Regions from separate parts of the Mus musculus genome. Here all the other regions are linked to region 4. The links are chromatin contacts, called in public Hi-C and capture Hi-C maps. All regions are on one chromosome and are shown on one strand. Each heading gives the region's core, a stretch centred on a gene start, on an enhancer-like site or on the middle of the called end of the contact. The rest is flanking DNA. Distances are from core to core; before and after follow the strand shown.

Region 1 (6,876 bases), core at 2,616-5,115, 1.6 Mb after region 4:
GGCATACATGCAGGTAAAACGTGCAGACACATAAAATGAAAGTTTTCTTTTTTAAAGAATACAAATTTCTAAAAATTATTTACCTGTTCTATAAATGCTATATAAACACAAATAAAAATAATTAAGGCCGCCAGGCAGTGGTGGTGCACGCCTTTAATCCCAGCACTTGGGGAGGCAGTGGCAGGCAGATTTCTGAGTTTGAGGCCAGCCTGATCTACAGAGTGAGTTTGTACACAGAGAAACCCTATCTTGAAAAAAAACAAATAATAATAATAATAATAATAATAATAATAATAACAATAATAATTAAGGCTCTATAAAAGCTCCTAATAGCTCTAAAATTTAGGGTACACATGCTACTACCTTGGCAGTAAGTAGTTCACTGGGCAAGAAAAAAAAATGGATTAAGATGAACACAAATAAATATTTACATTTGAACTTAAAATATTTTGGCACATACATTGGTCCAGAAGTGAAATACACTCTCCAGCAATTTAACTACAGTCAGAGCTACAAGCACGGTAGTCAATAGCGTGGCAATATGACACAAGTGTTTCAGGGATACAAACCAAATGAAGTTATTCCACCATCTGTGTCCTTGCCACTGGAAGACGACACAAGAGGAAGGCCACTCTGCAGAAGCGCAGCAAGGTCCTTATAGCCCTCGTGTAGCAGAGCGTTGTAGAATGAAATGTAGGCACAGTTGTCTTTATTAAGTATCATTTTAATTAAAGCGGCTGCTCGTTGATATTGAGTGGCCTGAAAAAAAAATTTGAATAATGTAAGAACGAACAGGCGAATATGTCTGCAGCACAAATTAGCTGAGAATGATGTCAATTCAATTCCCAGCAACCACATGGTGGCTCACAACCATCTGTAATGGGATCTGATGCCCTCTTCTGGTGTGGTTGAACACAGCTACAGTGTGCTCGTATACATAAAATAAGTAAGTAAATGAATAAATAAATATTTTTTAATGTTGAAGCGTAGACTACCTCGGGGCTTTTACCTGACTTTTGACCTTCTCCTCCTCTATCACTGACAAGACGCCATTACTGATCATGTGATCCATGATGTAGGATGTTTTGATGTCCTTTTCCAAAGCTTCTCTATGTTGAAGCAAACAATTGCGGGCCTTTGCATCCATTGTGCCTCAGGGTTTTCTCTCTCCTCGCTGTGGAGCATGGGCTAGAGGCAAAGCACCAGGATGCCTGTCATGACGAGCAACAGGATGTGTGAGCGCCGGATGTGTAACTTCAACGGTAATCGAGAAATGTAAGGAAAACAGGATTTTTTTATTATTATTCGTTAATTAGGATTTATAGATAAAATGGAACATTACACACAGCCATTTTAAATCCTATGGTATATATCTCAATGCAGAATATATGCTGACAAGGAAAGATAGGTCTAAGTCACTGCTAATTTAGAAAATTAGAAATAAAGCCTCAAATAACACAAAATGTGTTGTGTCACATAACTGTATTAAGAAGATGCTCAAGAGTCGTTCATCAAAGTGTTTGGGAGACTGATAGCAAGATTCTGGCTTTCTTCCTTCATAATTTTATAAAGTGTTGCCACTTTTCCAATAAACACTTTGGGTTTTTTTATAGTAAAATTTTTTACAGTAAAAATTCTCCCTTCTCTTAGGTTGAGGTTCTGTAAAAGTTTTACTGTAATACTCAAGTCCTGGTGCTTTAAAGCGTGTTTCCTTTATCCAACCTATAAACCAAGTAGCGTTGCTGATACCAGCTTCTCAACATGGACATCAGCCGCAGATCTTCACTAGTAAGCACATATTCACAGAACCACAGGAAATTCCCTCTGATGTCACTTCTTGGACCAAGGTAACGAACAAAGAGTATCATGCTTTACAGAAAGTGACTTTCATTTCCTAACAACTTCCCTACATTACAACAAAAATTATTCCACGGGTATAAAGTTCAGTTTTGAATGTTTGCAAGTTGTAAAAGCACTGACAAAAACTCCCTCCAATGTAGTAAAGTGTGAATGTCTTAAATATGCATAATCATTCCTTCATTAGGAGTGTGTGTGTGTGTGTGTGTGTGTATACACAACAAAAAGAGATAATCAGAAGATGACTGTCCTACGTGCAAAAACTGAAATAGGCACAGAGTAATATACAGAGCGCCGAAGAAGGGCAAGAATCATTCAACTTCAAAAAAAAATTTTTTTAAGACATCAAATGTTGCACTTGCAAAAATAAAGAAGTCATTCGTTTGTGCGCCCACAACTGGAATGAAACTAACTGAAGAAAAAAGGAAAATCAAAGAAAAAGAAATGACCAGAAACAAGACTAACATTTTTAGTTTCCTAAAAGTTTCTCAGCCGGGCATCGTGGCCCACGCCTTTAATCCCAGCACTCCGGAGGCAGAGACAGGTGGATCTCTGAGTTCGAGGCCAGCCTGGTCTACAAAGTGAGTTCCAGGACAGCCAGGGCTATGCAGAGAAACCCCGTTATGAAAAGATTTTTGGTTATGTCCAATAATTAAGCAAAAACCAAATACTCTACCGGGCAGTGGTGGAGCACACCTTTAATCCCAGCACTTGGGAGTCAGAGGCAGGTGGATTTCTGAGTTCAAGGCCAGCCTGGTCTACAGAGTGAGTTCCAGAACAGCCAGGGCTACACAGAGAAACCCTGTCTCCAAAAAAAAAAAAAAAAACAAAAACAAAAAACACTTTGACAACTAAGTTCCAATTTTCTCTAGCCTTACTGAACTCATATACATAAATTATATATATATATATAATATTTTTTTTGTTTTGGTTTTTTTTTTTTTTTTTTTTTTTTTTTTTTTTTGGTTTTTCGAGACAGGGTTTCTCTGTATAGCCCTGGCTGTCCTGGAACTCACTTTGTAGACCAGACTGGCCTCGAACTCAGAAATCCACCTGCCTCTGCCTCCCGAGTGCTAGGATTAAAGGCGTGCACCACCATGCCCAGCCATAAATTATATAAATTTTAAACAACTTTTTTCAAACTTTACACAAACTGGAATACTATGGGCAAATTCCCAGGGCCACAACCTCTTTGTGGCCACAACAAAACAGAAAGCCAAAACTGGTCCGAGATACAGACCACAATATAAAGGCTAAGTCTATCCAGGAAAACAGTAATAGTGGTCTACTTCCTCCTTAGATAATTTCTCTTCCTGGTACAAGAGCAGGAGGATGATTACCAAACATCCCGCGTCCCCTGATCTTTCAGTCCCTGGGAGCTACAACAGAACTTGCAAAGAGCCTGCCCAGAGGAGCTTGGGGAGGTGAGACCGAGGCAGTAAACTTACCCAAGCCTTTGCACCGGAGTTGTGCTGGGAAGAGCAGCCGGGGGAGGGTCACTGATGATAATCGAAAGAAAGCAGCCCAGGGAGGGTCACTTATGAGACTAGATTGCCAGAAAGCAGCCGGGGCTCCCGCCTGGCTTCCGGCGACCCCGCGCCCCGGGCAGGTCCTGACACCTCCCTGGGTATCAGCTGCTCGGGGCGCAGGGTGGATGCCCGGGATCTCCAAGCGGCGTCGAGGGGTGGTCACCTCGGTGGGCTTGCCTCGGGCCGCACCAGGGGAGGGTACCGGGACCCAGGGCACAAAAGCACGGCCACTCCAGTCGCCGCTTCACCCCTCTGGCGGGAGCTGCCCGGGCGGGAAGCGGACGCCGCTCGGAAAGCCGCTGCGACTGTCTCAGATCGTCGCCGGTGGCTGATGGCACACACCCCTCGCTGCCGACCCCCACACACCCCTCTCACACCCTTCCGCGAGCGGAGTGAGACGTCTGCTCCTCTAGCTGCCTCCTGGTCTCTGCCTCAGGACCGCGGAGCACTCAAACACCGCTGGGCCCGCCCAGTCCACACAGCGCGCGCCCGGGCACGCAAATTCACTCGCCCAGGGCCCGCCGCCGCGGCCGCGCGCGCGCGCCCCGCCCGGCGCGTGACCGCAAGCCCTGGTTGAGCGTTCTCGCATGCGCGGTGGGGTGGGGCTAAGCCGCGGGCTCGCGCCCAGCTAGACGTGGCACTCTCGGCCCCGCCCCCTCTACGCGCCTCTCCGCAACCTGCGCGCACCCGCGAGCTTGGGTCTCCCGCAGACTCAGTCGGGTAGCGGAATCCAGAGGCGGGGCCAGCCGCTTGAGGGCGGGGCACAGCCTTGGTGGGCGTGGCCTTCCGAAGCTGCTCTGCAGCCACGTCCCACGGCCCCCCTCCAAAGCCATCCTGGCTTCAAGATCTTCAGGGATCCAGACATGTCCGAAGTGAAGAGCCGAAAGAAGCCGGGGCCCAAAGTGGCTGCTCCTGAGCCCGAGAAGCGGAGTGATGGCAGGAAAAACCCCGAGGCGCGGGGGGACGCGGGCTGGGCGGACCCCCGCACTGGGCTCAGCCTGCTGTCTCTGGCGATGACCCTGGGCCTGGCCTGGTAAGTGTGCGATGCTGCAGGCCGTGGGTCGGGCCTCGCGTGGGCGCCTAGCACCTCGAGCCAACCCACTCTCGCTTGAATACGCTCTTTTAACAATGTTCTGGTAGCATGCTCCTGTCGCTGCCCTCTAAAGTCTGGGAACATGTCACCCAGGACTCGGCCCACACTTTATTAAGCATCTACTACTGCACGTCACAAGTTTGCACATACCTAAAAACCACTACTTCCCGTCCACTCTGTAGCTTTGCGGATGAGTTTGCTCCACCCTCCACCAAAAATCGCACTCTTAAAATGTCTGCAGCCTAATAAAAAAAAGTTCGTTGTTGCTGAGCGATAAATGCTAATGAGACTTTCTCCTATTTAGAGCTGTGTGCCTACATTAAAACTATAGTCCTTTTTTAAAGATTTATTCTTGTTTATGTGTATGAGTGTCAGTGTATTTGTGCACGTGTGTGCAGGTGCGCGAGGATCCCGCAAGAGAGTGTCAAATCCAAGAAGCTGGAGTTACCAATGGTTGTAAGACACCAGACATGCATGTTCTTAACAGCTATAAAAGACTATATAGTCTTACTCCTAAATTACAAGTTGAACTGTATGTAACATTGTAAAGAATATGTTTTCCCTTAAGACTAAACATTCGTGTTTTCTTATTGTTGTTGTTTTAGTTTTTTGATACAGGGTTTCTCTGTGTAGCCCTGGCTGTCCTTGAACTCACTTTGTAGGCCAGGCTGGCCTGGAACTCAGAGATCTGCCTGCCTCCACCTCCCTAGTACTGGTGTTAAAGGCATGTACTACCACAACCTGGCTGTATGACACATACAACCCAGCTATATACATGTATTTTTACACTTTATTTGCAGTAGTGGGGGCACCGCCATCCCGCTCAACATTTGTAGCTTTGAAACCAAGCATATATTAGTGATATATTAGTGTAAATGTGGAATAAGAGAGCTAATAGAATTCAGAAAAGACTCTGGATATCCTCCAGGGTAGAGTAGTTTTGATGCAGGTTTATTTCCAGCTTAGTTTATTGGTGACACCCTGAGTCCTTGAGTTTTTTGTTTTTTTTTTTTTTTGGGGGGGGGGGTCTATGGTTGAGTGGTTGGTTTGGTTTTTTGAGAAAGGCTCTTAGGTAGCCTAGGTTAGATTAGAACTCACTATATAGCCGAAGGTGACATTGAACCCCTGATCTTCCTGCCTTCACCTCCCAAGTGCTAGGATTATACTAGGCATTTGTACTGGGTAATGCTTGAGTACTGGGTTTTGTTATAAGTTAATAAAAACGTGTTCAACTGAAATACAGATCATTGTCCTCTTTAAAAAGAACTTTATTTAATGATAGTGTTAGTATTTGAAGAATATATTAATTCTGATCTAAATGTGTTGGATTTGCTGTTTTAAATAAACTATGCATACCTTAAAATGCATGCCTTTTTAGGTAAATGGGGACATGGTACATTTTGTATTGGGAAAGAATATTACTGAGTTATTGTTAGTTCTCTGTAGGGCAGTGTTTCTCACCCTGTGGGTTGAGACCCCCACAGGGGTAACATATCAGATATTTATATTGTGATGCATAATGGTAGCAAAATTACAGCTTTGAAATAGCAATGAAAATAATTTTATGGTTGAGGCTCACCACAACATGAGGAACTGTATTAAAGGGCCACAACTTTAGGAAGGCTGAGAACCACTGCACCAGGGCTTAATACAAGTGGTTTTAGTTGCTAAATTTATTCCTCTAGTTCCCGTTAATTAGACAAAGCCTCATAATCCACTAAGAAACTATGTCATAGAATGTTCAGCTTTTTTGATAATTCAAGTTCAAAAAATGATTCCGTTGAGTCAGCAAGATGGTACATTTGATAAAAGCATTTGCTCTGCAAAGCCAAAGGACAGCCTGAATTCTATCCCCAGCATTCACACAATGGAAAAAGAGAACTGAATCCCCAGAGTTGTCCTCTGACCTCCATACATGCACAGTGGAACACCTGTGACCACACACAGAGAGACAAATAAAAATAGTAATGAGGTGGAGGGCAATTGAGAAAGACAACCAGCTTCAGTCTCTGACTTACACACACACACACACACACACCACAACACACACACCACAACACATACACACACCTTAAAAAGTTGTGCTTCATCTTAGGGATTTAACATTAAGGGTTAAATTAAAGACAAAACATGTTAGTTACACTGATTAGAAAGGTTATTTATAAGCTGAGCTTTGTCTCTCCAAAGTGATTTTTTAAATGTCAAATCAAAATTATAAAGCAAGAGTGTAAATCTGTATCCAAAACTTTATCTATTTACGTTCATTAAGAAAAACTAATAGTGCCGGGTGGTGGCGGCAGCGGCGAACGCTTTTAATCCCAGCACTCGGGAGGCAGAGGCAGGCAGATTTCTGAGTTCGAGGCCAGCCTGTTCTACAGAGTGAGTTCCAGGACAGCC
Region 2 (7,807 bases), core at 4,551-7,050, 1.0 Mb before region 4:
ACGAAGCCGTATTTGGGTTGTATTTGTGGTTAATCTTCAGTTATCCTAAAATAGATGCCGCATTTCCTCCTTCCCCTGAGGTACTTTCAGTACTGATTTGAGCAGTTGAAACTATAGACAGATTAGCTTTCGTTTCAGTCAAACTTTATTTGGCTTTGGCTGAGTCGCTAACATCAGAATGACCGATAAATTACATCGGTCCTTTCCATTGCCGACTCATCCCCGTTATGTGGGAAGAATGGTGTTCCCGATTCTGTTTCTGTAAGTCCACATTAATCAAAAATTTAAAAGCAATTAGGAATTTATTTTGTCTTAATTGTGTGTGGATATTTTCACATCCTGCTGTGTTGGCCCACTTGTGTGCTGTCAACACCTGACATGCCTGTTGGTGACCAGTGTGTACTGACATAGATAACAGTTCTGAACAGCGGTAGGCTCTGCCAGCTGCTGCTGTGTGGTGTGTGCAGCTGGGTGTAAGGTGTAGCGGTGACTTGAGTTTGGAGAAATGGAGACCCAGTAGGAACCGATGAGGGCGCATTTGAGTTCAGTTTTTCCAGTCTGCGTCTGTTAGGGGAAAGTGCGGGCAACCCTTGCTCCCAAGAGTGTGTGTATATGTGTGTACAGGAGTAGGTGCATGGGGAGGCCAGAGGTTGATGTCAGGTGTCCTCCTTCGTTACTCTCCCCCTGATGAGCCGGAGTCTCTTATGGAATGTTTGGCCTCAGCCTCAGCGGTTGGCCAGGTTGCCTGACCAATGAGCTCTAGGGAATCTGTCTCCCTTTCCCCAACCAAGCGCTGAGCTTACAGGCCTGCTCGGCTCGTACACGGGTTCTGGTGACCAGAACTCAGGTCCCTATACTTTTATGCAGCCACTTCCCAGCCTCCGGCCCTTCCATTCTTCCCCTTCTGGTTCTGTTATACACCTTCTGAGAAGGGTGGTTCCTGTCATCGGTTCCCAGTCTTTCTAGATGGTTTTTATCAAATACCTCCTGCATGCCAGGGAGTATGTGAGAGAGAACAGAGGGAATTAAGACATTTCCTTGGGACATGAACACTTCCACTATAGCAGTGCCCAAGGACGCCTGGGTTTTAGTCAAGGTAGGAGTTAAATGGGCTTTGCACCTTAGCTGGGTCCTCAACAGAGCCACTGTTCCTGGGTTGAGAAGGGAGTGCTCTGAGAATAGCCTGGAAAAAAATGTTGAGGGCTGGGAAGTAGGTAGTGTGTCTGGGGAGTTCCTAAAGGCCACAGGCTTCCTTAGGGATGGCTGGGGAGATGGGCAAGGCAAGGTTGCAAGTTACCCTCTGATTCTCACATGCATGCTCTTGTGTTCATACATCCTCACACACATGCACACACATATGCACCACATGCACACGCATGCACACGCACAGACTCCCACACCACAAAATAAAAAATAAATAAATGACAAAGTTTAATCAGCAATGATTGTATTAAGTTCCTGGAACCCACTGAACTAGAACTTGCCTGATGTGATCATCATTATACTAATGAGACCAATGTCACTCTGTCCTCAGTACGCTTGTGCTCAGTGAAAAACCCTTATCCTGAAGGCAGGGAGGGCTGGGACAGTAAGAAGACGATCTGGTGTGTTTCTGAGGCACACACCTTAGAGTAGGGGCACGTTCAGTCCTGCAAGCTCTTCCTATCCAGGGGCCTCTGGCCAAGGGAGGCCAGTGTGGGACTGGTTCCTGGAGCATCTGAAAGATGCTCAGCTGGTATGTCAACGAGCTGTTAGCGAGAAGGAAGACTCAGGAGGAGGAGATAAACAGTGCAGAGGGGAGTTACAGTGACAGTGTCTGCTCAGTTTAGTGTGACAAGCGAGGCACGTGCCACACATGAGAGGGACGACCACAAGACACCGAGGGTTGGAACCGGAACAGCTCAATCACTCCACGCTCCTGTGTTCTTCCAGCAGGACTGTGCTGAGGCCTGTGGTCCAGGAGACAGGGAGGGAGGGCCCAGCCGTGCCCAGCAGACACCACAGGCTGCAGCTCAGAACATTCTCCTGTTCACCTCTGTACCTCCACACAAGGGCTGAGCACCGGTCTTATAGGACACTCACAGGATGCAGGCCTTGGACCAGAGCGAAGGCCTGCCCATTCTGTGGTGATCCGCCCCCAGTGAGTTGATATAGGCATAAGCCCTCACCGTTGTATGTCCTGTCAAAGTGTGCTTTTATAGCTCTGAGGGGAGGACAGGGACTAGAGAGTAGGTGTTACTAAGATAAAGGATCGGAATTCCTACAAGCCTTGTGACCGCTCTCGCCCTGTACATCACACAACCCCCTGTCAGGTTTTCTGTTCTGAGAATCCTGAAGGTGGGTCTTCTTATCATCCCATTCCCTACGGATTTAGCAGTAGAGTTTTTAGATGTGACAAATACAGGCTTGCTCTCTTGATAAATTACCTATCATCTTTATTTTCACTTCACCTCACATCCTTCTGTGGTTTTAGACATTTTTCATTTACGGTGGGGCTTTTCCATTTTCTTTGGCTTTGATTGTGTTCTATTCCTTACGTGTGAGGAGCGTTCGGGAAATCAGCCCAGAGCTCACAAGGAAATGCTCACATTAATTGTAATTGAGTGATGGTGGTTGCTGTGCAGGTATGCAGAAGTGGGGGATACACGCCCTGCCCTCGGGTATTTATATCCTGTTTGGAAGGACAGGACTTACACACAAGGTATTTGGGAGCGCGTGAATAACTGAACAGACGGCCACAGAGTTGTCCTCTTATGATTTGGATAGAAATGTACCCCAGAGGTGCCTGTGTTTGAACACCCGAGTCCCAGATGGTGGCACTATTTTGAGTGGTTGCAAACCCTTTGGGTCCTAACTGGCTGAAGTGCATCACCAGGGAACTTATAGGCCACCCTAAGTTTATAGGCCAGGCCTGTTTCCTGGTCTGTTTCTGCCTCCTAGTCTGCTGAGGTGTGAACAGGTAAATCTCCTGTTCCTGCCATCGGTCTGTCTGCACCGTGATTGACAGCTCCAAATAGTGAACCAAAGTAAACCATTCCTCCCTGAAGACGTCTCCGTCAGGGATTGTGGCACAGTGACACAGAAAAACAGCCGGCGCATATGTGGGAATAGGGAAGGTCTATGTGGTTCAGTGACGTGGGGGTGTTTTCAGACTCGATGCTAATTCACTGGAGGCTAGGTAGCCTAGTGATCAGGTAGGAAGGACAGGTACTGTTGCCTAACGACTCACCTGTATTCCACCCTCAGAATTCTATTCCGGAGCCGGGCAGTGTTGGTGCACGCCTTTAATCCCAGCCCTTGGGAGGCAGAGGCAGATAGATTTCTGAGTTCGAGGCCAGCCTGGTCTACAGAGTGAGTTCCAGGACAGCCAGGGCTACACAGAGAAACCCTGTCTTGAAAGAAAAAAAAAAATCTGTCCTGGACCTGTTTAAGGTCACCAAAAGTTGTGCTGCCAGTTAACACCTCTAATCCGAAGATCCTGTCTATTGCTCCATACACCCTAAGTGCCAGCATGACACCACAAGTGTCAAATGAGGTGTGTATTCTCATATGAAACTGTGTTTCATGTACAGAGTTATTTAAAACGTGTTAAATTATCTTTGAGCTCTATGTATACGGTATTTCATATTTAGGCTTGAGTTTCATCCCCCAAATAGTTCATCATACATATATGTAAATATTTTATTCCTCTCCTCTCCCCTCCTCTCCTCTCCTCTCCTCTCCTCTCCTCTCCTCTCCTCTCCTCTCCTCTCCTCTCCTCTCCTCTCCTATTTTTTATGAGATAGGGTCTCACTATGTAGCCCTAGCTAGCATAGGACTTGTTCTATAGACCAGGCTAAGCCTCAACTGTAAGATCTTTCTACCTCCTGAGTGGTGGGATGAAGGGTGTGTTTAGTCCTGAAACAAAATAGACACAATGTCATAGTGGAGCCTGCCTTTAATCCCAGCACTCAGGAGGCAGAGGCATGGGGATCTTGAGGCCTCCATAGCAAATTCCAGGCCATAAGACTCTGACTCAAAAAACAAACTGAACAAAACAAACAAGCAACTCTTAACATTAGGACCCATATAGTCCACAGCATTTTAGATGAAGGATGCTTAGCCCTGTACTATTATTTCTAAGACACCTTCAGCGACTTCCATGAAAATATCTCGTGCACTTGGCTTTTAATGCTTGTCCTTCTCTTCTGTTTTATTCTCGAACAAATAGTCAGCAGATGAAGCAACAATATGGAACTAGCTTTAGCTTTGGGACAGCCTTCAGGACATCTTAAAACCTTGCACCCTTGACTTATTAACTCACTAAACACTGCCAGTTTGTTTTTCTGTTAGCAGTAGCAGGAGGGTTTTTAATCCTAAGGACTTCTTTTTTTTTTTTTCCAACATATTTTTATTGTTTATTTGGAATTTCACATAATGCCCCCCAAGATCACACTCACTTCCCAGTCCTCCCAGGTCTGCCTCACCCCACTGTTGTGACCTCTTTCCCTCCCCTACTCCTGCTCCGCGCCCCAGAAAAAAGCAACCAGGTCCAATTTGTGCTGCCCATTTACTCCCTGGAGCGGGGTCAGTTTTTCCTGACGTTCACACCTGCCGGAAGCCATCACCGTGTAGAGCTACACTTTAGCACCCCTGTCACAGTTGTTCCAGGGCTCTCTTCAATGGCTTCCTGTCTGGGCTCTTACTTTTTGGGAGGTGGAGGCTTTTGTGGGGGTGGGGTGGGAGTTGTCACAGAAACCGCCTGTGCCTTCTCTTTCTCAGATGTGAGTCTTTAGTCCTCAACCCTATGGCATAAGTAGACCTCCTAAGAAGATGTCCTAATAACATGAAAACCAAATCAGCCAAATTTAAAAACAGGTTCTATCTTTTGAGTTCTGGGAGCTTTTAAAGAGCTGTTGGGATGTATGTCTTACAGGAAATCTTCGGGCATTCTTTGGGTTTGCTCGATTCTATACTGGCAGTCCTACCTCACTATGTGTCCTATGCTCACAAGATGTGTAGCAGTATCCGGGCTTCTGTTCTCTGTATCAGAACCTCCTTAACCTTCCCACTCACAACCCCTTTGGCTGAGAAATTTTTACGTGACTCTAGATGTAAAGATATAGGATATAGATAATCAATTATAAGGAAACTTTTGTTACTTACAGTGTGTGTGTGTGTGTGTGTCCATGTAAATGCTACAATGAGCATGTGTGGAGGTGACAACTTTCAGGAGTCAGTTCTGTCCACCATGTGTGTGGATCCTGAGAATCAAACTGAGCTGGCCTCAGACACACAGAGCTCTGTCTGCCCCTGCCTGGTGCTGGAGTTAAAGGCATGTGCAACATTGCCCAGCCTTCAGTGGTTTTCAGCTGCGGTCTCTCTCTCTCTCTCTGTCTCTCTGTCTCTCTCTCTGTCTCTCTCTCTCTCTTCCTAGAAATAGTGCAAATGGTAGAAGCATGTTTAGGGGTATTTCAGACATGTTTGAGGCTAGGAATATACCTCAGTAGGGTGGATGCCAGTATAGCCATACCAGAGTCCCAGGCTGAGTCCCTAGCACTGCCCAAAACAGATGATAGCATACGGAGAAGCCTGCAGTTCCAGTTCTGCAGAACTGGTGACCAGACAATCAGGAGTGTCAGCTAAGAATTCCATCTTTCATCAGAAACCACAGAAACATGGCATTTGCTACAAAAATAAAATAAAATAAAATAAAATAAAATAAAATAAAATAAAATAAATATCCAGGATCAAGGTACCTCTTAGATCCCTTTCCAGCAAGATACATCTAGTACAAGTAATGAAAGTTGCAGGATTAGGCTGCCACCTAGTGGACAGCAGAGACTACTTCATGCTTGTTATCCCTGCCTCCTATAGAGGCAGAAAATCTCATGTTTTGAAATACTCTTTTAAAGTTCCTTACTTCTTATCTTTCACCTATTGTGTGGTTACTATGAGAGGATCTCTTTCTGATTTTTGATGATGTAGTTAGAAGCCAGTCCTAGGCAATTGCTAGTGTGGGCTGATAAGATGGCTTGCAGGATAAAGGGGATGTTGGGTTTGTAGTAGAAGCCAAGAAAACTTACTTCAGAGACAGAAGCTTAAAAATGAAAACGTTATTTTCTGCGAGCTCAGGGAGGCAGCCAGTTCAGGATCCATGAAGGGAGATTGTACAACCTTTTCATAGAATGGGAACACAAAGCTAGGGGGAGTGGGGTGGGCTGTTTGCACTAACCAATCATATTCTGACCTGCTTGGCCATCACCCATCCATCCATCCCTGCATCTCACAGGCCAGCTCTGCTGTGACAGCACGAGCCTGGATGGATGATCCATTAAGGCTCAGAGCAGTACAGATCTCAATTTATACTTTAACGCTGGTACAATGATTGCCCAAGGCAGTGTCTGGTGCCCATTACATGGCCAGTCAATGATAAAAATTGTAGCGAAAATGCTATAATTACCAAGTTAAAATGTAACACAGACTTGTAATCTGCCTCAGAAGGCAGGGGGTAGGAGGATTGCAAATTCAAGGCCTCTCCAGGCACCCCAGTGAGATCCTGTCTCAAAAATAAAAGCAAAGGGGGGCATAAGGTGTAGCTTAGTGCTATTTCTGTGAGGCTTAACATTTACTTCCAAGGTAAAAACAATTTTGGTAGGTGACATTAGGATGCAGGTATTTTCCCATTTAAGTTTGACATTAAATTATAATATTACAGTACTGTTTATTTACTCTAGAAATTGGTTTTCCTCGCTCTAGGGGGATCTTAGAGGTGTGGTGGGGGACCCGTGAACTGGAAGGAAGGGGCACAGAGTCTTGCAAGGAGCGGTGGGAATGCACCTAAGCACACCGCCTCCCATTCCCCAGTACGGAGGCAGGGACGACAGCTGTGGTGGCTGACTTCTCAAGGTCCTGATGTGTGCCAGGACAGTCAAGGTACAGGAGCCCAGGCAGGAGACCGTGTGCACACTGTTGGGGGTTAAGAGTTAACAGCGATGGCAGGCCGATCTCTTAAGTTCCACAGTTCAAGACCAGCCTGGGCTACAGAGCGAGACGAGACCCTGTCTCAAAAAAGCAAACTAAACAAAACAAAACCACATAAAGCAGTTGACACCATGCATGACGAAAGGAGGGAAGGCCACACATGGAATCCTACTGCTCTTCTGGCTCGGGGGGCCACCAGGAACTGCTTAAGAAGTGAGTTAGGATCATGTGTTAATTTCTGCCCAATAGATTAAGAAGAGAGAGGCGCCAGTGCAGCAGGAGGAGTTTCTGTCTTCGGTGGGGTGGTTTCTCCTTAGTTTAAGCCAGCTCTGAAAAATTAGACGGATTTCATAAAAGCATCACTCTCTCAGGAGATCTAGCGTCTCTTGTGGGCACTGCGGTGTGGCTGTGACGCCTGAGCTGTCTTGTTCACACTGGCCTCCACCCCTTCCTGTTGCATTCAACTGGGTAACACTTGGGGCCTGTGAAACTGTCTTTATGTGTCAAGATTAAAAGTTTAGAGACTGGGTGTGATGACTCACACCTGTATGATCTCAGCATTGGGAGGCTGAGGCAGAAGGATTGCCAGGAATTTAAGGTCAGCCTAATCCTGTTTCAGAAATAAATAAGTAAATAAATCAATGAATGAATAAATAAATAAGTGTAAATCTGCGTTTATTCATTGAAGCCATGTGTCTCTGTGTCACCTCTCAGTTGCGGCTGTACTCGGAGGCCAGTGTCGCTCTTCTGAAATTGAATAATCCCAAGGGTTTCCAAGAGCTGAACAAGCAGACCAAGAAGAACATGACCATCGATGGGAAGGAACTGACCATCAGCCCTGCGT
Region 3 (6,945 bases), core at 1,860-4,359, 1.7 Mb after region 4:
TTATTTATAGTACACTATAGCTGTCTTCAGAAACAAGGGAAGAGGGCATCAGATGGTTGTGAGCCACCATGTGGGTGCTGGGATTTGGACACAGGACCTCTGGAAAAGCAGTCAGTGCTCTTAACCACTGAGCCATTCTCCAGCCCTATCAGCTACTACATTTTACTTAAAGTGGTTGTGTGTGTGTCTGTCTGTGTGTGTTCACATTCTGGTACAGGTATGTGTCTTCCACATCTTTAAAAAAGACATGCCACTGGTGTGCCCAGCTTTTTATGTGGGTGCTGGAGATCAGGTCCTTGTGTTTTCATGACAGGTCATCTCCCTAGCCCCCTGAATGGCTTTAGCCCACAAAAAGCATGGGACTTTGCCACTACACGAATCACTGAAGAAAATGTAAATATATACATAAAGGCGTTTTTCTTGGCTATAAAGAATAAAATCATGCCATGTACAAAAATGGATGAAAGGAGATTATGTTAAGTGAAATTTGCCACACAGACCCAGGCATGGTGGCACATACCCACAATCCCAGTACCCGGGAATCAGAGACAATGTCATCCTGGGCTACAGTGCATTCAAGCACAGTCAGGGTCACAGGACATCCTATCTCAATCCCCCTTCCAAAGACAAATAAATATTCTACCTACACACTCTAATATGCTGGGTCTAGATTTAGGAAAAAATACATGACATGTAAAATTGAAGGGAGTGCAAGGGGACTAATGTGAAGGGAGAAAGGGGTTGGGAGCCACGGGGGAACTTGACACACGGGTAAGTAAAAAGTTAGGAGGAAACCCATTATTTTGTAGAATTGAAAATACAGTAACATGGGGGCCCCAGTGTTCTTAAGCTGGCTGCCCTTCCAGAGGACCTTGGTTCAATTCCCAGCACCCACATGGACGCTCAACTCCAGTTCCAGGGGATATGGCACCCCCCAGACACATGCAGGAGAAACACCAATCAACAAACAACAAAAAATCTTCAAACACACACACAAACAATAACATGGTATGTTTGCCCCCACAGAATCCACAAATAGGAGACACCAAAGACAGTAGGCTGGTCAATATTTACTTGGTTTTAGGCAAGAGCTCAAGTAGCCGAGGACGGCCATGGACTCAGGGATTACAGGTGCCCGACGCTGTAATTCACGGGGCTAATGCTTACTAGACACTGATTTGTGCCAATCGTTTGTTTTTTCGAGACAGGGTTTTTCTGTGTAGCCCTGGCTGTCCTGGAACTCACTCTGTAGACCAGGCTGGCCTCGAACTCGGAAATTTGCCTGCCTCTGCCTCCCAAGTGTTGGGATTAAAGGTGTGCGCCACCACCGCCCCGAGATTTGTGTCAATCTTAAAACACTTAGGCATTGAAAGTTAAGGGTAAAAGTTTTCTCAACTAAATCCACACATGCGTTTGATGTAACTTTCACTCTTGTTCGAGCAGTCAGGAAACAACCCACTTTTTTTTTTAAATTATCGCAAGACACTCTAAACTTTCGAAGAAGCAAACAGCTTGAGGTGTAGTTCCCGGCTAGTACATACAAAAAAGAGGCTTTGAGTTCAATTCCCAGCACCAAAACGAGAGGCAAACCGCGATACCAGTCAAAACATTCACATGCTTCTCGAAGATTTAAAACACTCCAAATCAACACTCATAACTAATTTTTAATGACTTGAATTCTGTTAACTAAATATAAACCTACAAAATACTATTTAAAACGTACCCCCAAAAAGCCAGCAACCAAAAAAAAAAAAAAAAAGGCAAAATGATACACACCGGCAGGAACGCATCTTACATCTCACTGGCCTGAGGCATTCAAATTCAAATACTGATACATCAGTATGTCATAAACTTTTCTTTTTGCTTCCGGATCTTTACTTCCTCCAGCAAAAATCTTACAACGATAAAACAAAACGCTCACTAGCTGGGATTCTCCAGGATGTCTACGGGAACAAACTTTTCCAAATGCAACGTACTTAAAACGTCCCGTTTACAGTACAGCAAACCCACTTAAGGCGGGGCCTGATGACTGGAAGAATATGACACGCGAGGAAACAAAACGGTTCAAAAAGCCCTCCATCTGTTTAAAAAAAAAAAAAAGTCAACAACATAAAAAGGCGGGAATGCCTTTATTTAAAAAAAAAAAAAAAAAAGGCCAGAAATGACTATGTCGCAAACTGCCCTCCAGGGAGCGCTCTGACACTGTTGCGAGTCACTTCGGCGCTAAAGCGGGAAAACGCTACAACTTCACCTCGCGCGCCGGGGGCCAAGCCTGTCGGGCTTTAGAAAACGGCTCGGAAGGCCGCGTCTACACCCACTCCGGACCGTGCACCCGGCCCGAGCAGCCAAGCAGCACAGCCGGGGCGGCTCGCACCGAGGACTCCCCTCTCCGCGCCTTCCCCGGCGGCCTCGCGATCGGGGCGCCGCCGCGGGCACGGGGAACCCCGCGAGGGGGCCAGCCCCGCCGCCGAGCACGCGCCGCGGCCGCCAAACGCCCGTCTCCGCGGCCCCGGGGGGGTTCGCCTTACCCTGCCGACGGCGCCGCGGCCGCGACCCACGGAGGCCCCGGAGCCGAGCACCGGCGTGGGCTCGCGCTCCTCGTCGCTCGAGAAGTCGGGCGGCCCTTTGCTGTTGGCTCCCGCGGCGAGCGGCGGCCGGTTGCGCGCCGTGAGGTGCTGCAGGTAGAGCTGCACGTACACGTCCTTGCGCTGCTCGCCGGCCGGGAGCGTCACGTTGTTGGCGACCAACTCGCTCTTCAACTTGTCTTTGGTCAGGACCGAAGGGTCCTCTAGGAACTCCGGCATCTCGTCCCCCTCCTTCTCTCCTCCCCGGCCCCTCACAGTCGCCGCCGCCGCTGCTCACGCCGGCGCGCTCGCTCGCTGGTCCCGGGGGCTGCGCCCGCCGCCTCGGGAGATCCCTGCCCCGGAGCGGCGCCGCGGGCACGGCACAGAACTCGGGACACAAAACCCAGGTCCGGCCCCCGCCACAAAAAGCCCCTGGCGCACGACTGGGGAGCAAGTGCAGCCGAACCCGGAGCCCGCAGCGAGCCGAGCCCATACACAAGCTAGTGCGTGGGGTGGGGTGGGGGGAGCCTGGCTCGCGCACGCCCCAAGAACGCGCGCCGCCATTGGCGGGCGCCCGGAGGAAGCGCGCCACCCATTGGCTGGGCGGCTCGCGCGGGTTCCAGCCGCCGCGGCGCAGGGCGAGAGGTGCAGAAACGCAGTTTAAAAGGCGCTCGGGCGGGAGCTCGGGCGCGGGGCCCGCTGTTTCCTCGGCTCTCCGCCCTTCCCCTCGGACGCTGATAAGGGATGGGCGGTACTGGGTTTGCACGCTGTTTCCCTCTCTCCTGGCCCCCTGCACCGGAGAAGCCTCGTCCCGGCCTCGATCGCCTTCGGACGGGCGGAGTTCTGCGCCAGCTCTCTTGAGGACCCTTTGCCCGGGCCTGGCTCCTTCCCGGGACACCGAGCCCCCCTGAAGAATGGCGGCCGACTGGCCTTGCCCCCTCCGAGTGCTGGCCCTGGAGGGGAAGCGTGAAAACCAGACAGGCTGTGGTGCGGGATGCGCAGGAAGTCAAATCCCCTCGGTTCGCAAACGCTTCTTTTGTCTGGAATCTAGGGAAAGCCAGACTTCCACAGCTGAAGGTTTCCATACAGCTTTAGTTTGTTACAAAATTGCATTTTTAAGTCTCCCTTTGCCTTCTTTTACCAAACCCTTTGGTTTCCATAGTTCTTGGGGCTTAAAACAAATGCCTTCTTTGTATTTTTAAGCCGTCTAGGTTAAGACCCCCACCCCAAGCACCAAGGATTTCCCCTAACTTCATCAAACCTAATGTTTGGTAATGGAACAAGATGAAACGCAACATTTAGAAAGTCTCTAGTATTCAACTTTATGTGCCTGTAGTGGTGCATACTAATTTTTTAATTTTAGAGGGAGCCAGGAACCCTGTAAAACTCATGCTGCTGATTCAAGTTAGCGTCTCAAATGTGCCACAGTTCTGTTTTCTGGAACACAATACTGACCAGAAATGTTTCCTATTAACAAATTACATATATGGGCGAACATGATCAGAGTTAAATTTATGTAAAAAGTCCGCAATAAGATGTGTAGTTAATAAACGCTAATGAGCCGGGCGTTGGTGGCGCACGTCTTTAATCCCACCACTTGGGAGGCAGAGGCAGGTGGATTTCTGAGTTCGAGGCTAGCCTGGTCTACAGAGTGAGTTCCAGGACAGCCAGGGCTACACAGAGAAACCCTGTCTCGAAAACAAAAAAAAAAAAAAAACAAAAACAAAAATAAAAAGCGAATGAAAGCATGTATAGTGTTTCAATGTATCTAGGGTTTTGAACAATGTGAATGTCTACACAGGAAATGGTTCAGGACACTGCTCGTGAGAGGAAGCAGCTGACCTCAGATTCAGAGTCTCTTAATCATTCCCTCAGTGTCTTAAGCTCTAGATTATGTTCTATAAAAAAGCCTTAAATTTAAGCATGAACAAAATTAAAAATATGAACAAAAATATTTAAACTGTGCTTACCTATGTCTACATGGTTAAATTGGAAGACGTTGAAAAGCAAAACCCTCAGTAAAAATGGACCTATAAATCTGAAGATAGGTTTTCTTTTGTGTTTTCAAGACAGGGTCTCTCTATGTCGTCCTGACTCTCCTAGAGTTCACTATGTAGACCAGATTGGCCTCGAACACAGCTCTGTCTACCTCCTCCTGAGTGCAGAGATCCAAAATGTGTGCCACCACTGCCTGGCAGAACATTATTTTCATGATAGATTATTTTCCTAAAGGGAATTTATTGTGTTAATTCCCCCTTTTAAAAACTCAACATTAGCCGGGCTTGGTGGCGCAAGCCTTTAATCCCAGCACTCGGGAGGCAGAGGCAGGTGGATTTCTGAGTTCGAGGCCTGCCTGGTCTACAAAGTGAGTTCCAGGACAGCCAGGGCTACACAGAGAAACCCTGTCTTCAAAAACAAAAACAAAAACAAAAAAGCATTGTAAGTCTTGAGCCCAGCACCCGTGAGGGTGAGGCAGAGACAGGCCCATCTCTGAGTTTGACCATAGCCTGGTCTACATAATGAGTTCTAGGATAGCCACAGGGCTACACAGAGAAACCCTGTCTCCACAAAACAAAACAAACCAGAAAACCTTCAATATTCACATGTGTTTAAGCAACAGTATTGTTAATCTCGTAATGTAAACTAAAAATAATATTCTACCAGCCTGGTCTACAAAGTGAGTTCCAGGACAGCCAGGGCTATACAGAGAAACCCTATCTCCAAAAACAAAAACAAAACAAACAAAAATAATGATGATGATGTAGTAACAAGTTTTTTTGTTTGTTTGTTTGTTTGTTTTTTGTTTGTTTTTTGTTTTTCAAGACAGGGTTTCTCTGTATAGCTCTGGCTGTCCTGGAACTCACTTTGTAGACCAGGCTGGCCTTGAACTCAAAGAGATCTGCCCCTGCTTCCTAGGAGCTGGGATTAAAGGGCACCACCACCACATTTATTCTCATTCTTATTTTGTTTTTTGAAGCAGGGTCTCTCTGTGTAATTGCCCTGGCTGTCCTGGAACTTGTTTTATAGACCAGGCTGGACTCAAACTCACAGATACCTGCCTGCCCTTACCTCCTGTTTTTGGGGTGTGTGTGTGTGTGTGTGTGTGTGTGTGTGTGTGTGTGTGTGTGTGTGTGTTTTTGGTGTGTGTGTGTGTGTGTCTGTTTTCTTGATGTGTGGGTATGTGCAGGCTCCTTGGGAGCACAAGGGTGCTAGAATCTCCTGAAACTGGATTCACAGACAATTGTGAACAGCCTGATATGTGTGCCTGGAAGCAAATTTAGATCCTAGAAAAGAAATGCACACTGCTCTCAACCACTGAGCCATCTCTCCAGCCCCGGAGGTGGTTTTAAACCCAGTAGCAAGCCCAACACTCAATCTGTGTTTCACAAAGAATTGCACCGTGGATGCCTGAAATTGTTCCCTAAGCAAAAACTTCACTTCATCTGTTGGGTTGCCTCCCCCAACTTAAAAAAAAAAATTCCCTGGACACTATCAATAGGGGGATGCTTGAAGAAACTAAATTTCTCAGGAGACATGACTACTGTCATCAGCTATCAAAAATTTTGCTTTTCTAGACTTTTCTCACCAAGTGACTGTTGGAGATGCCCGTGGGTATGCGTCCAGAACTCAGTGATGGAAGGAAGTCTGGTTTTTAACTGTTGTAAAGTTCCAAAGGAGAGAATATTTATCCCCCATATGCTATGTAAGGTAAGGGCAAGAGGTTAGGCTAGTAAATCTGTTTCTAACTTCAGATTTCAAACTTGCCCCTAAAAAAACGTTATGTCCAACCCTGGCTGTCCCGGAACTTGATTTATAGATCCAGCTGGCCTAGAACTCACAGAGATCCACTTGCCTCCGGAGTGCTGGGACTAAAGGTAAGTACCACCACTGCCAGACATCCCTGCCCACCCCACCCCCATCTCTTTTTCCTTCTTTCCCCTCTTTCCTTCCTTCCTTCCATCCTTTTCTCCATCCATCCATACATCCATCCATCCATCCATCCATCCATCCAGTTTTTCAAGACACGGTTTCTCTTTTGAAGCCCTGGATGTCCTGGAATTTGCTCTGGACACCCAGGTCCTCTTCCAGAGACTGGGAGCTCCTGGTTTTAAGTTTCCTTCCGAGCTTCCGATTTGTTCTGTGCAGTCAGTACGGATGATCTCAGTAGCCCGGGCGACTGCATTTTACCACCAGCTTGCCCCTGTATTTGGCCTCATTGCTTCAGTGGTTAGACTCTCAAGCTTCATCAATAAGTGCTGCCCTTCCCAGTCTCTCTATTACAGGATCCCAATTGTTAACCACTAAGCCTTTGGCTCACCTAAGATAGTCTCTTTCCTTATTAAAACTTCAACACATTTGGGTATGGTCACCTGTAATTCCA
Region 4 (7,133 bases), core at 4,165-6,664:
TTCCATTTAGCATCGGGCTTTTCTTTAAACATGTTATCTCTTGGACCAGTGGACTTAACTTAAACTGTACATTTTGTATTTTTCCTGGTCTCCCTTGCTCCTTTTTAATTGCTGATCTGCGTAAGAGTGATCACTGATAACCACACACACAGCCAGGACTAGACTGTCTTGGAATCTTCTCTGTCAGCTCCACTAATCAAGACCTCTCCAATTTGGCCACAGGCAGATTTGGGGTTGGGGGTGGGGGGGGGGCAGGGGGGTGGAGACAGAAATCAGCCATAGTCTTTCCCAAAATATCCTAGGAATGATCTCTGGGCCACTTACTAAGATTCTAAGATTCTTTCCCCCACCCCACCCCCCCAAGCCGGGCGTGGTGGGGCACGCCTTTAATCCTAGCACTTTGGAGGCAGAGGCAGGCGGATTTCTGAGTTTGAGGCCAGCCTGGTCTACAGAGTGAGTTCCAGGACAGCCAGGGCTACACAGAGAAACCCTGTCTCGAAAAAAAAAAAAAAAAAAAAGATTCTTCCCCCCCCCCACCCCCACCTCGAAATGTCTTCAGCTAGACTGTCATAACCTACATTGATTGCTCTCAGTACTGCTGTCTCCTATGCTCCTGCTGGAATGGCCCAGAAGCCCCATTTAAAATGCTCAAATACTTTTCTAGTCCAGAGTTTTCCATGTTCCTACAACAAACAGCACATTAATACCCTGCTCCCTGGCACTTAACTCTGCCTTGGTCACTGTTCCATTGCTATGAAGAGACACCACAACCAAGGCAACTCTTAAAAAAGAAAACATTCAATTAGGGGCCGGCTTACAATTTCAGAGGTTAGTCCAGAGCGGGGAACATGCCAGCATGCAGGTAGACACGGTGCTGGAGAAGTTGCTGAGAGCTACGTCCTGATGCACAGGCTGAGAAAGAGACTCTGGGCTTGGCTTGGCATGCACCTTTGACTGATTAAAGTATTCAAGTGACATGAACTGATAAGACAGAGGACTCACTAAGAAAAGCAAATGACTACGCTGAGAGTAGTCAGAGGTCAGGAATGCAGGAATGAATAGCTGCACAGAGGGGCAAGGACTCTGACCACTGTGACACTGGAGGATGCATATGGCTGCTCCGCTGGAGATAGCCACGTTTACTATACCGTCATCTATATCAGACAGAAGAATGGCACCCAGAGATGACCCATCTTAATTCCCAGAGCCTACAAACACCTTGACATGAAAAACAGGAAACTTGCAGACAGAAAAAAGACCTTGGGATGGAGAGCTTCCCCAGGTGGAACGAATGTAATCACAAGAGTCCTTAAAAGACAGTGGGGGACCAGAGAAAAGGAAGGTGGACTGGGGGAGGTGGGCACTGGGAGGAGAGGGAGGGATGATATTGGAATGTAAAGTGAATAAATAAATTTAAAAGGGGTAGAGGTAGAGGAAAGGCCAATCATAGGAGGCAATAAAAGGTCATGATAGGTACTAGACTGGTGCTGTGAAGATGAAAGAAGCCAAGGGATGCAGGGCCTTCCTGGACACTGGAAAAGGTAGAATGGACTCCTTCCTATAGAGAAAGTAGTAGCAGAGCCTTGCCAGTACCTTCTGTCATAAGCATCATTAAAACTCATGACTTTTTATCCTCAAACTTTAAGACAATAAATCTGTGCTGCTTTGACTCTTTCCAACACTTGAAAAACTGAGACAGGAAGAGTAAGACTTCAAGACCTGGGCTACACAACAAGATCGTGCCTCAAAATTTAAAATAATAATAATAATAATAACATACACCAATATTAAATTGGTACCTAAATATATATATATTATTAAAGGCTAAAGGTACTATGAAATAGTGACACAAATCCATGGTATATTTACCTATAACAACCACAGCCTCAATGGTAGACAAAGACATTTCAGAAAGTAAAATTTTAGGCTGAGAGGGGACAGTAACTGAGCACTTGGCTAGGATGCACAGGGTTTTGCGCTCGGTTTCCAGCGCTGCAAGAAAGCAGGAGCAAGATTTCCACAGTTTACTTACTAAAGCATCGCATACCACTTACGAGATATAGAGACTGTCTCTTTGTTGGAGAACTTGAGAACTTCTCTTGCACTGTTCAGCAGATACTGAATTTGAACAACTCACTGTGTGTATTTTGAGGAAGGTATACATACACATGTGAGTTCAAGTACCCAAGAAGGTCAGAGGAGGGGGCCTCATCCCTTGGAGCTAGAGTTAATTATAGGTGGCTTTGAACTACTCTGCAACAGGGATGCTGGGAATTGAAGTTGGGTTCTCTGCCAAAGCAGTGTATGATCTTAACCACTGAGCCTTCTCTCCAACCTCCACCCTCCAAAAAAACTTTGAAAAGATATTTAAAATCAGTTCAACTCCATCACTTCAACTAAAAGACTGCAAGGGAAATATACAAATACAGGAAAACTGAAAGAAAAATATATGTAATTATCCATTAACAGAAAACTTCTCAAATGGCTTATGGATCATTCACGCTGTATACTAAAATATGAGCGTGGGTAAAGAGTGAAACCCTTTCTCTAGACATGGTTGCACACGCCTGTAATACTTTCTCTAGACGTGGTTGTACACGCCTGTAATCCCAGCACTCAGAAGGCTAAGGCAAGTTGTCACAAGTTTGAGACCATCGTGGTTTGCAAAGCAACAGTTACCTTTTTTAGTTGCTGTGATGACCAAGGCAGCTTAGAGAAGCAAGAGTTTATTGGGGCTCAAAGTTTCAGGGTGTGAGTCTGTAGCCACTCATGGCAGCAGACAGGCAAACACAGCCCTGGAGCAGGAGCTGAGAACTTTACATCCTTAGAGCTTTCTGAGGGTTGACATTTGATCCACAAGTATGAGGCAGAGAGAGCTAACTGGGAATAGCTTGAGCTTCTGCAACCTCAAGGCTGTCCCCCCAGTGACACATCTCCAGCAAGGCCACACCTCCTAATCCTTCCCAAACAACCCTACCAACTGGGGACCAAGTGTTCAAACATAAGAGCCTCAGGGTGGGACCTTTCTCATTCAAACCACCACACAACACAGGTCAAAAGAAAGGAAGGGAAGGGGGGAAGAAGACGAGAGAGGAAGAGAGGAAAAGAGGAAAGAAGAAAAGAATTTTTAACAGAGCCAAACACTTTTTAATGAACCAACTTTAATTTTGGCCAGGAATATAAATCAATCCTAGGCTGAGGTAGAGTGCTTGCCTAGCATGCATAGAGTGCCAACCCAGCCAGGTGGTGGTGGCGCATGTCTTTAATCCCAGCACCTGGGAGGCAGAGGCAGGCGGAGTTCTGAGTTCGAGGCCACCCTGGTCTACAAAGTGAGTTCCAGGACAGCCAGGGCTACACAGAGAAACCCTGTCTTGAAAAACAAAAAACAATTAAAAAAAAAAAAAAAAAGAGTACCAACCCAAGACACACACAAGACACACACACACACTAACTCCACCAATAGCTAATATAATACCTTCTTACAACCAGTTTATATTGCATGACAGTAAGCAGACATCTATCAGATAATACATCAGCAGTTGCTAACACATGACTGACTGATGACATCAAACTCCCAAGATACTATCAGCGAAAAGATCACATTACCTTTTATATCTGTGCTATACTTTATTACAGTCAGGTTCTGTGACAGTTTATGATTCATAGATAAAATACTTAGTAATGTTCTGTTAACCAAAACATCTGGTGCATCACAGTGCAATTCAATGAGAAAACTCACTGGGTTCTTAGAGGAAGAAGAATAACTAATCCCAGCACTTGGCAGGCGGAGTTCTGAGTTCGAGGCCAGCCTGGTCTACCGAGTGAGTTCCAGGATAGCCAGGGCTACACAGAGAAACCCTGTCTCGGAACAAAAAAAAAAAAAAAAAAAAAGGAAAAGAAGAGGAGGAGGAGGAGAAAGAGGACTTATTATTATTATCCAAGAAATGTAATTAGGTTACTGCAAAAATTATTTCTGAGGCAGTTCTCTCTGATGATGAGGTTCTAATTCAACGCAAACTCGAGACAAATCAGATTAGCTTCCCATTCTCTCAATACATCCTTATTAGGTGTGTAAAAGGTGTACCTGATCCAAACATGAACAACTACTGAAAGACAGTAAAACATGTTGTACACTTTACTTTCTCAACAGGAAGGTGAAAAACATGCCTGAGGTAAGGAACTCTGCCCAGCGTCTCCAATGTCATGGCAGCAGACAGCTAGAAAGCAGTGTCAGCTGACCATAGTAAGTTTTAAAAACTGATGAGTCAGATGCAGCACCACGTCAGAATCTACACCAGAATATTCTTACTAGTTTCCTCCTGAAGGGAATTAAAGGTGTGGGGAAATCCCAATTTTCAATCATTCTGTGTAAGCTCAAGAGAAGTGAGCCCACAGCCATTCAGAACTACTTATCTAAGGGTAGTCATTAACGACCTCACATGGGCTAAGCAAAACCCAAACTCTGACCTAGACTGGACCCGCAGAAAAACACGTTCCTTCGTTTTAAAGAAAGACTACAGAGCACTCTAATGTGATCGACTCGGCCCCTAGGTTTAAAGGAGACAGGATGGAACGAGGTTGGGGTGGGGTGGGGGTGGGGGATATGCATGGGGATGCAAGCTCTTCAAATGGTTCCTCCGCCTCCCAGGGCATTCTGCAAGCCTCCCCCAATTCAGTTCTCCAAACCCAGGGGTGTGGGTGGGAGAGCGTTGTGCAAGGGCTCCACTAATGTTCCCTAATTCCGTTAAGTCTGGGAGATCTGAGCCCTGCAGAAGCGAAATAAGGAAGAGTCTGTAGTGCCTATCACGGGGCAAAACAGCAGCGTGATCATGAGTAGGAGTCTGTCCTGGGCCAATGATTATATCCCTTCCTTTCTGAGGATGATGATGAAGAAGAATCAAGTGACCTTTCTGGCTGGGCGCTGGGCAGCAGGGTGACCGGCTACCATGCACTAGTTTGTGTCTCAGAGCAGGACAGGTCGCGGCTCTACCTCGCGCCCCTCCCGCTCCCGAGCTCACACTTATAGCCCCTCTTACCCACCAGAGCGGGCAGGTGTCGGAAGGTGAGCTGAACGTCACCGTGACAGCCCCAAGAGCCAATCATAGCAGGCGGCTCCCTCAGTCAGCCAATCGCAGAGTTCTAGGGAATCCTGCAGCTCTGTAGCCCACCTGAACTCCACCGGGACGCTATAGACTGGGGAGGTGGGGGTGGGGAGTCCGTGCTGAGGCGCAGCAAAGATGCCGCAGGACAGGCAACGGAAAGTTAGGGAGGAAAAGAGAAATCCAAGAGGGAAGTCACTCACCAGCCCGGGAGCGAGATCACTTCTCCGGGCGACTCGGGCTCAATCTGTGCGTGCCAGCAAGCCTGCAACCAACCGCCGCCGCCGCCGCAGTTCGTCGCCCAGCGCGGCCGCCTGTTTCGAAGGAGCCAATCAGAACCGGAGGCGTGGTCTGGGCGCCACGCCTCCGGAGACTTTCTACCGCACGAAGAATTCGTAGCGACCTTTTCCAGTCCAGTCTCTATCAGTGGCAGTGACAACCCCTCCTATTTGTCCCGTCGTTCAGGAGAGTGTGTGAAGCCCGCCTCTCAAGGCTGCTTCAGAGCGCCCTGGAATGTTGCTCTTCCCAGGACTTTGAGCTCCTTCCAACCCTAAAATCTGCTTACATCCATCCGGAGGGGCACTGAGGTTTCCAGAAACACAAACCAACCCAGCAGGGACCCGTCCAAAGCAGAAGTCTTTCAGACAGAGCCCACCCCAGGCCCCTCACTGTGAAAGAGAGAGAAAAACCCTGCAGTCACCCCTGGAAGCCAAAAGAGGATGTTGGCTCTTCCTTCAGGAAACGTGGGGGAAAGGGGAGTTGGATGTCAAAGTAACAATGTAGCCATGTGATTGTTACACTGTAGTGATAGATGTGAGTTAACTTCAAAAGTGGCTTTTTGATGTGGGCTGATCTTACTGGCTAAAAGCCTGGAGGTTCTGTGTTCTGGCCCAAGTTCTTAGATTCCTGCGGCTTCTGTTCCTTTTAAGTCTTGACACCTCGAATGTGCAGGCTTCTCCATCTCTAAATTGTGGGCATTGAACTGAAACCTGGTCTCTCACAAAAACAATACAGCTTTCATAGGGAACAAAACAATCTCAGTTTTCAAAGGGCTGAGGGGCATGGAATGGGGAGTCTGTGAAACAGGGTGATGGTCAGAGGTTTGGAAATGACTAGATATTGAAGGAACAACAGGAATCTGCCAGAGGAAGTCATTGCTATGAACGATTGATTCCTAGGCAGGAGTAACAGCAAATGCAGGACCCGGGAGGCACATGGAACGTTCTGGAAGGAATCGTTTTGCATAACCTAAGTTTGGACCTGGAGAGACAGAGCAGTCTGAAAGTATGTGTGTATGAAGGTAGGCCTGATAGATACTGAGGGATGTAGATGCAGTCCTGGTGCAGGCCTGTGAGATAATTACAAGGATATAAAGAACAAGGAAATTCATTTGTGGGGTTTTCATTTTAGGGAGGGGGGGGTGTGTTCACTTTCAAAGATTTTTGAAGAAAGGAACAGAATAGTTTGTCATTAAAACAAACAAACAAACAAAAAGCAACCTAAAATGACAACTCCCTAAAGTAGCTCAGAAGGCGGGTATGAAGGAAGTATCTGGAAGAACTAAGAGGGTGATTTATCTGGCCTTGGTTATTATGTGGTGGCACTAGTCTTAGGAATACAGGAAAAACAAGCTGTGGTAGAGGACCAGTGTTCATTTTCGCTGGGTGTATTAAGTTTGAAGTTCAAGATAATCGTAGAGCTAAAGATGTCCCGATAACAGCTGAGCTGGCTGGAGCTACTTCAATCCATCTAAGCAGAAGATAAGGATTAGAGATGCTCTGCGGCAGGCCCTATCCTAAGCACCAGGGATCCTGCTCTCCCGGGATTCCAAGTGGAGAAGGCCATCATTAAAAATTGATCAATGGACTTGATGATATCAGCCTGTAGTTGTTCCTGGTTTTTTGTTTCCTAATTGCAGTCCATCTGAGATCTCTTTGCCGACTGCAACAGCAGCAGAAATTCACAGAGTCTGTTAAAATCGCCCTGTGTTTCCCAATATTTCTTATTTAAAACCATGGGGCTATTTATATGCCT

Evidence for each region. A called contact is a pair of places that touch in the nucleus more often than the background predicts. Capture Hi-C pulls out chosen DNA fragments and counts their contacts.
Region 1: a Hi-C map of B cells shows a contact between it and region 4, with 9 read pairs. The contact joins the promoter of Apaf1 here to the promoter of Gas2l3 in region 4. A contact is called at or near these places in 1 of 484 Hi-C or Micro-C datasets (B cells) and 3 of 115 datasets of contacts at active chromatin or transcription factors (astrocytes, large pre-B cells and pro-B cells).
Region 2: a contact with region 4 is called in a Hi-C map of B cells, with 8 read pairs. The contact joins the enhancer-like site here to the promoter of Gas2l3 in region 4. A contact is called at or near these places in 1 of 39 promoter capture datasets (pre-B cells), 1 of 484 Hi-C or Micro-C datasets (B cells) and 2 of 115 datasets of contacts at active chromatin or transcription factors (bone marrow-derived dendritic cells and large pre-B cells).
Region 3: a capture Hi-C map of macrophages shows a contact between it and region 4, with 5 times the contacts expected there. The contact joins the promoter of Tmpo here to the promoter of Gas2l3 in region 4. A contact is called at or near these places in 3 of 39 promoter capture datasets (the C10 cell line, hippocampal neurons and pre-B cells), 1 of 484 Hi-C or Micro-C datasets (B cells), 4 of 115 datasets of contacts at active chromatin or transcription factors (the NIH/3T3 cell line, large pre-B cells, pancreatic cancer cells and 1 more) and 1 of 9 other capture datasets (macrophages).

What each region holds. Positions count from the first base shown.
Region 1 is chr10:91,078,878-91,085,753 of GRCm38.p6, forward strand. Apaf1 (apoptotic peptidase activating factor 1) reads right to left here and starts at 3,866. Exons shown (of 27, transcript NM_009684.2): 1 at 3,306-3,866; 2 at 1,010-1,211; 3 at 570-759. The coding sequence starts at 1,147. It overlaps Ikbip (IKBKB interacting protein), which reads left to right and starts at 4,162. Exons shown (of 3, transcript NM_026166.2): 1 at 4,162-4,419. The coding sequence starts at 4,250.
Region 2 is chr10:88,420,816-88,428,622 of GRCm38.p6, forward strand. It overlaps Gnptab (N-acetylglucosamine-1-phosphate transferase, alpha and beta subunits), which reads left to right. Exons shown (of 21, transcript NM_001004164.3): 8 at 7,678-7,807. Among named protein-coding and RNA genes, the nearest start is that of Sycp3, 35 kb to the right of the region's middle. Within about 2 kb of position 5,801, at least 9 of the 459 cell types and tissues checked have an H3K27ac peak or open chromatin away from gene starts, as enhancers often do. A contact at or near this core is called in B cells, where this site is marked.
Region 3 is chr10:91,168,510-91,175,454 of GRCm38.p6, forward strand. Tmpo (thymopoietin) reads right to left here and starts at 3,110. Exons shown (of 4, transcript NM_011605.3): 1 at 2,529-3,110. The coding sequence starts at 2,804.
Region 4 is chr10:89,438,553-89,445,685 of GRCm38.p6, forward strand. It overlaps Gas2l3 (growth arrest-specific 2 like 3), which reads right to left and starts at 5,415. Exons shown (of 11, transcript NM_001033331.2): 1 at 5,303-5,415.